Regions from separate parts of the Gossypium hirsutum genome. Here region 1 is linked to region 2. Evidence: chromatin contacts called from public Hi-C data. All regions are on one chromosome and are shown on one strand. Each heading gives the region's core, a stretch centred on a gene start, on an enhancer-like site or on the middle of the called end of the contact. The rest is flanking DNA. Distances are from core to core; before and after follow the strand shown.

Evidence for each region. Hi-C and Micro-C count contacts between places; a contact is called where the count stands out from the background.
Region 1: a contact with region 2 is called in a Hi-C map of leaf, with 2.7 times the contacts expected there. The contact joins the promoter of LOC107894617 here to the enhancer-like site in region 2. A contact is called at or near these places in 5 of 34 Hi-C or Micro-C datasets (callus and leaf).

What each region holds. Positions count from the first base shown.
Region 1 is chrA01:63,792,460-63,796,432 of Gossypium_hirsutum_v2.1, forward strand. LOC107894617 (histidine--tRNA ligase, chloroplastic/mitochondrial) reads left to right here and starts at 2,071. Exons shown (of 11, transcript XM_041099576.1): 1 at 2,071-2,632; 2 at 2,711-2,806; 3 at 3,169-3,257; 4 at 3,427-3,556. The coding sequence starts at 2,294.
Region 2 is chrA01:63,326,865-63,330,684 of Gossypium_hirsutum_v2.1, forward strand. No RefSeq gene overlaps it. Among protein-coding and RNA genes, the nearest start is that of LOC121214256, 95 kb to the left of the region's middle. Within about 2 kb of position 1,712, at least 8 of the 9 cell types and tissues checked have an H3K27ac peak or open chromatin away from gene starts, as enhancers often do. A contact at or near this core is called in leaf, where this site is marked.

The DNA of each region.
Region 1 (3,973 bases), core at 821-3,320, 470 kb after region 2:
TTTCTAATTAAACAAGCCTCTAATTTATAAGATTTTAAGGCTTGCTAAAGTACCTATGAATTATAATCAAGATGGCACTAAAATAACATCATAAAAAGGCTTTACAGATATTCTCATAAAGTTCAGAATAAATAAAAAATCTCCAAGATGTCTTCAAGTTAGTCAAGTCAATCTTCACAAATTAAAGGATCTGATTTGCTTAATTCGAATTGGTCCAACCTTCAAGGATTTGTTGCTCCACAAGACCAATCTTTAAATATGAGCCAACATACGTCCCTAATATCATCTAAGTCATTACCCAACTATTTTGATTTAAAATACAGTAACTCCAAATAAGGAAAGTTATAAATCATGAACAGTGTCTGGTGTATTTGTAACTTTTTGATGTCACTACTCTCATAACAACTCCAACACAATTACCTCTTTCATAATTGAACAAGGCTTCCATATTTAGATCACAAAACTAAATTTATAAAGTAAACTTTAATTCATCTTGATCTACCTAAATCTCAACAAATTAATTACCCTTAATATAAAGATACAAAGGATTGAGATAAATCTTCATAAAATCAACCTATATTTTCTTGGATTGTAAATCTCATTATATAAGGTAAGTAGCTCACATCAGGACCCATGAAAGTTAATATTGTTTGGTCCAATCTTTTCTCCAATTATAATCATAAGTTTGGTTGGACAAAATCTTAAAACAAATCAAACAAACAAAATACTTTTGTCCAACATGCCAATAAATAAAGAAAGTTATGAAACATTAGCAGATACAACTGTAACTGTTGTCATAACTGCTCTCAAAACTACCTTAACAGTAAATAAATTTCTTAATTAGATTTTGGATTTGTCGTAAAGGTTAAGACCTTAAAACACTGTGCACCCAAGTTCAAATTAGAAATAAAAAAAGATAAAAATTATTTAAGTAATGTTTTTTTTAGAAAAGAATAATTATTGATAAAGTAATAAAAATTATAAATAATTTTGTTAATTAGATTTTGATTGTGCTAGTAAGATTGAGATTTTAAAATTTTGTGCACTTAAGTTCAAATTATTAGATGAGTGATTTTATTTTATTTTTAAAATAAAATAAAATTACTAATATAACTTTTATAATATATGAATTTTATTTTAAAAGTTTGAACCACAGTTATTTGATAATTTTCCAATTGAGTTGAAGTCTAGTAGATTTTGTAACATCAATTCAGTCAAGACTTAAATAATAGGATACATTTGCATGTTATATATAGTATTTTAATAAATAAAAAATTTATTAAAAAATTAAAAAATACAAAAATGTTCAGATTTGAGATTTAGGGTGTGTTTGATAAACTAAAAATTAAAGTGCTAAAAAATTAAGTATTGAATTTTTATTACTAAATTTTGTATGTGCTAAATTTATATTAAAAAATTGTTTGGTAAATTAGTAAATATAAGTACTAAATATAATTATATTTTTTGAAAAAAGTAAATATTGATTTTAAAAGATTGTTTATCTTTTAGATTTTTTGATACAATTTATTTCTTTAATTTTAATCTTATTCATATAATATTTTAAATTACTTTGGATAGTTTTGGATATAGGATACATATTGTAATTTGAATATATCATTTTTTCTTTTAAAAAAAGATAATTTATTTTAATTTCTAATAAAAATAAAAGTAACTTAATACTTTCTATATTAAGTGATAAGTAGCTACCAACCTACTTATTTTATTCAACACTTTTTTGTTAAAAATTTTATACTATGTGAAAAATTTAAATGTTTAAAATATCAAATATTAAAAATTTTCATTTTCAATCAAATGAAAAGTTCCTATTATTTATCAAACACACTCTTAATTCTATAATTTAATTTAATATAATTCGATACTTTTATTTTTATAGTGCAATTAGTTATTTCAAATGACTAGCAAATTTTTCTTATTGGTTTCATCATAAAAGAAATCCATGCTACATAATGAGGTGAAAAGATTGTTCTTTAAGGGTGTTAACTATTTATACAAATGAATATCATTATAAAAAATATATGATATTAAATTAAAATACATAGATTAAATCTCAATTTCATCATCATAGAAAGATAAAAGTTAGATTTAGAAATTGAGTTATAAAGAAACCAATAACTCAAATAATAAGAACCCAATTCTCTCCCTTAATTGGGCCAAGTAAAGGGCGTATAATTAAAAAAAAAAAACCCGATAGGTGCCAAGAGCCTAATAATGATACTACGCTATCTGCAACTGCAACAGAGCGGCTTAGGAGCGGTTAAAGATTTTGCCGCAAATGTCTCCGCTTTCTTCTTCGCTACTGAATCCGCGCCTCAGCTTTTCGCTAAAACCTCTCTTCCTTTTCTCTCAATCATCTTTCGCACCACGGAAATTTCAAATCCCCAGGCAATTTGTCTCCGCTAAACGTAAAACCTTCTCTGACTTAGCTTCGGAGCAGTCATCTGCAACCGACAATGGTGGCAGGAGCGGCAGAGGAGGAAGGTCCGGCGCTCTATCTCCATCTCCAGTTGTGGAGGAGGTTCAGAGGATCGACGTGAATCCACCTAAAGGGACTCGAGACTTCCCCCCTGAAGATATGCGACTCCGTACTTGGCTATTTAACCATTTCAGAGAGGTTAGTTTCCAATTCTGTGAAATGCTAGCTCCGTCTTGAATTAATTTATTTTATTTATGATTTCTTGTGTTATTGAAGGTTTCGCGGTTGTTTGGATTCGAAGAGGTTGATTATCCTGTGCTAGAATCAGAGGCTCTGTTTATTAGAAAGGCAGGGGAGGAGATTAGAGATCAGGTTTGCTCTGTTTTATTACATAGTGTTTGATTACGAAACATGATTTGGTTTGCAGTTAAATTCAAATGAAGCGAAAGATAACGTTCTAATGTAGTATAAATGACACCAAATCTTCATTAAAAGTTGAATTTATTTGAGCGGAGGGCACTTATAGTACTTGTAGAAATAAGATGATTATTATGTTAACTGGACACGCTTTCTTTATAGAAGGATTAGTGACTGGATATTTGACAGCATGAGAGCAAAAGTATTGAGAGTATTTACAATATGAATGCTTGATATTTGCCAGTGTTTTGTTTACATTTATTTTGTTTTAGACTAAGTTCTCAATGACTGTTGCAGTTTTCCATTTCTATGTGCAGTTGTATTGTTTTGAAGATCGGGGAAACCGCCGTGTTGCATTGAGGCCTGAGCTCACGCCTTCTCTAGCAAGGCTGGTGATACAGAAAGGGTATGAAGAACTTTTGTTCCACTTAATTTTGCTTCTCATTTTTTTATTAATTTCAAAGATTGATATTTTGTACTGGAAAAAATATTTGGGTATTTATTTATCTATTTTGGTATTAGTTTTGTATCCAGGTACATATTCCAGTATTTGATCCTTTTTTTTTTTGGTTCAGAAAATCTTTATCCCTCCCATTGAAGTGGTTTGCCATTGGTCAGTGTTGGAGGTATGAGAGAATGACAAGGGGCCGCCGCCGTGAGCACTATCAATGGAATATGGATATACTTGGTTTACCTGAAGTCACTGTATGCGCTTCCAACTTGACATGCTTTATGAACTACTAAGCTTTTGTAGATGCTATTTTTTGTTACCAATTGGCTGGGCATGGCCTTTCATTTAATCGTTGCTGTAATTATAGTTTATATAACCTCTGTAGGACAGCAGTGGAAGCGTCCTAATTGTCCTATATGCTTGGACACTATTTTACTCAATCCCCTGCTCATATGTGCTTACCTGCTAAAAGTGCAGAATATCATCCTTATATTTTTAGAAACACACACACACTAGTAAATTTTAGGTTGCTTCACATCCTACTGGAGAGTTGCTTGTTGATCCGAGCACAACTTACTGTTTTAACATATATATATGGTTTAAATGGTGCACATGTATGATTCTGTTGTGAGATTCCTTCTTTCATTTTCTAGTTATTAAGATTATCATTT
Region 2 (3,820 bases), core at 462-2,961:
AAGATATTTTAATAATAATATAAAAATAAATTTATTATTAATATTTTGATAAAAAATATAAATTTTAAATATTTTTAAGTAATTAATATTAGTTATTTGTAAAATTTAATTTCAATATATAAAATATATTTTAAGTATTAAAATATAACCATTACAAATTTAAATATATAATATTATATATTTAAAATAAATATCAGTAGGGAAATAATTGCATACTCAACATCAATATTACATAAAATATATTATATTATAAATAAGAACATGTCATATGACTCCAAAAATGATTTACCCAAACACAAAAGTTAAAAAAAAGCTTTTGGCCCTGTTTGGTAATTGGCTAATAGTTGATTGCAATTGTTGGTTTGACCAATTGATTCTATTAACTGATTTGATTAACTGATTTTATTATCTGTTTATTTAAAATTGTTTGGTAAAACTTAACTAATAGCCGAAAGTTGATATGTGTAAAATAACAAATAAGGGCATGACATATTTTATTGTTAAGTATTTATTTGTTTATAATACTAAGTCTTTAATGGGTGAAATTATTGAAATAAAACACTATTATCAAGGAATTAAAACATCCATTATGGAAATTAATTAGTGAATTTTTTTAAATTTACTTGGGACTTTTAAGATGAAAGTGAAAATGGGAAAATGGAGGCTACATTGGGTCTGAGAACATGTGACAAAAGGAGTAATTTTTTAGTAAACATAATTAGATATGTCATTCCACATACAGGGGCAAAGCCAAGGGGTTAGCATGGGCTCCGACACCCCCTAAAATATAAAATTATATTTTAAGCCCTTAAAATTTTTAAAAAATTTTAAATTAGTAAAGATAAAATTGCACTTTGCCCCCTAAAATTATAAAAATTCGATTTAATCTTTTACAAATTATAAAAATATAAACTATAAAAAATTAAAATTTCATCTGGCCCCTCCTAAAAAATTTTTCAGGCTTCGCCCCTTTCCACATATGTTATTCTCAATCAGTCGTGATAAAAGTTGTCATCCGAGTGTTTTTTATTTTAGAGATTTTAGCTCAACAAACTCTTGCAAACCCCTATTTACTAAACACTACAATTAAAAGATTTGATTAGTCAATCATCTATTTATATTCAAATCAACTAAAAAAATTCAAAACTTTATTTACGAAACACTCTTTTTTATCTTTGAGTTCGAAAATTTGCTTATCACGCTGCAAACATTTTTTACTTTAAAAGCACTTAAAAAGAAATCCAAAACTTAATCCAAGTTCTAAATAGCGTTTTTCTACTTTGGTAAATAACTTTAATTATTGTTTAAATATGTGCTGGGTTACTTCAATCCAGTTAAGTTTAAATTTTAATCATCATTTTAAAATTGGTACAGACGAATAGTGATAATAAGGGTTAGGCTTGAGTTTTAATATTGAAATCCTTTTCACCAAAACAAAAATATTGAAAGCTGGAGTAGACCCGTTTTCTTATTTTATAATATATTATTTTGTTAAAAAAATTTTAATTAAAGATTCGACTTGATTTATTAGCAAAAAGAAATAATACATAGAACAGAATTAGACTGAAGTCCATTAACAAGATACTAATTAAAAGAATAACTAAAAAACAAAAGCCTACTAAATAAAATCAGGCCTAAAACTTACGGAACTGGCCCAATTTGTTTAATTTCAACTAAATCAAAACAGAAAATCAAATCTTATCCTATACTAGTCAAATCGACAGCTGGATACCAATAGACTCTGTCTTTTCACATTACCGACCCAACCATTAATGATAGCAAGTTTTCAAATATGAATTTTAATTTTTTCTGCTACCTCTTCTCAAAAGCCTTTATCTTCCTTTCATTCAATCCGGATGCCTTGGCCGGAAATTCTCCAGTGCTTGATGAACACATTCTCTCCTCTTTATGGCCTCCTTCGTGATAACATGGGCGTATATTCTCTATTTTGGGGACAAAATGAAACTCAATCTCCTGAAATCTATCTTTTTTGCTTTGTATGTCTCTAATAATTGCTCCATAACCGATTTATCTATATCAGTACTTTGGCATTTCTTTATAATAGTTTTTGAATCTCCAACTACTTCCATTTTGTTAAAACCCATAAAAATTCCTAAAATCACTTCCTGTAACCCTGCATGTGCCTCTACCGTGAATGGAGTTACTATCTCGGAGTGAATAACCGTCTTTAATGCTAGGATCTCCCCCACCTCATTTCGTACAATCAGGCCCTTAGTCGATCTAGAAGATTGATGGTCAAAGGCTGCGTCAAAATGAACTGTGACCCTTTCTCTTTGATCATCCTGTTGTATATTTCCATCAGACTGAAGGGTGAGTTTTTTCTCTTTTGTTGCATCCAACTTTGTGATATAACTTCGAACTTGCTTTGCTATTTCTCTTCTTGTCACATTTTTTCTTTCATATAACAAACTATTTCTGTTGAACCAGATTAAATGTAACGCCCCCACGCCTGAAACCGTCGCCGGAGTCGAGCTTGAGGGGTTACCAAACATAATTTACCAAATTAAGAACTTCAAATCATTTGTTTCTACATTCACAGCTTTCTAGCTACCCGCATCACAGTTACAAGAAAAATCATATCTCGAGTTACGAAACTCGAAATAAAGATCTGTAAATTTTCCCTAAATCTAGACTCATATATATATTTACTAATTTTTTTCTAGAATTTTTGGTTGGGCCAATTAGTACAGTTTATTAGTTAAAGTCTCCCCTGTTTCAGGGTTCGACTGCTCTGATCTCTGTGTATTACGAATCAGATATCTCTCTATACAGAATTTCAATTACTATGATATTTGTTTATATTAAAACTAGACTCAATAAGGAATCTGTACATATAAAGAATGACTTCTAATTATTTTTTTATAATTTATTATGAATTTTTAAAGTCATAATAGAGGATCCAGAAATCACTCTGACCCTGTTTCACAAAAGTTTAAATATCTCATAAAATATAATTTATATGCCTCTTTTTTTTCAATCCATATGAAAATAGACTCATTAAGCTTAAATTTCATAACTTTCTCGTCATTTAATTCCATTTATACTATTTTTAGTGATTTTTCAAATTCATGCCATTACTGCAGCAATATTCTGTTTTAAGGCAAATTTAATCTTTTCATGAGTTGTTATGAACTAGATAACCTATTAAACTTCCATGATATCAAACATGATCTAAATTTAACCATCACCATGACTTATCAATATCAAACATTTTCTCAACCAATCATGGCCATATCATAAAATTATTTACACAAAATAAGTATATTGCTATACATGCCATACTTAAGTTTTACAAGCCATTTACCCATATGAAAGTCCTTTGGATAGTGTGATCGAACCTTCGACCCGTCCCGGTTCCCGAGCTGGCTTGTTCAAAACTACAGTAAATAAAGAGGAGGGAGTAAGCATAAATGCTTAGTAAGTTCATATGTAAATAACAAGTAACATAACAACACAAATATACCAAAAAACTTTAGCATGGTATCACCAAAACATATATCACATTTCTGAACATTATTCATCATCTTACCACCTTATCGTTGTTGTATCTATTTTCAAACCGAGGGTTAAGAGCATACCTGTCCAAAGTGTCCATTTCACAACACTTACCAAAACGTCGCTTGCATCTTAACTGTTCTTCCATTTCACTAGAAATTTCACCCGTTGAACACATCGAAATATAACTTGGATACATGGATAATTTGCACATAAATGCCATATATGTAATCAAGAAATCATGTAACCCGCCCCTAAGTGAACTCAGACTCAACTCAACGAGCTCGGGCGTTCGCATCCATAA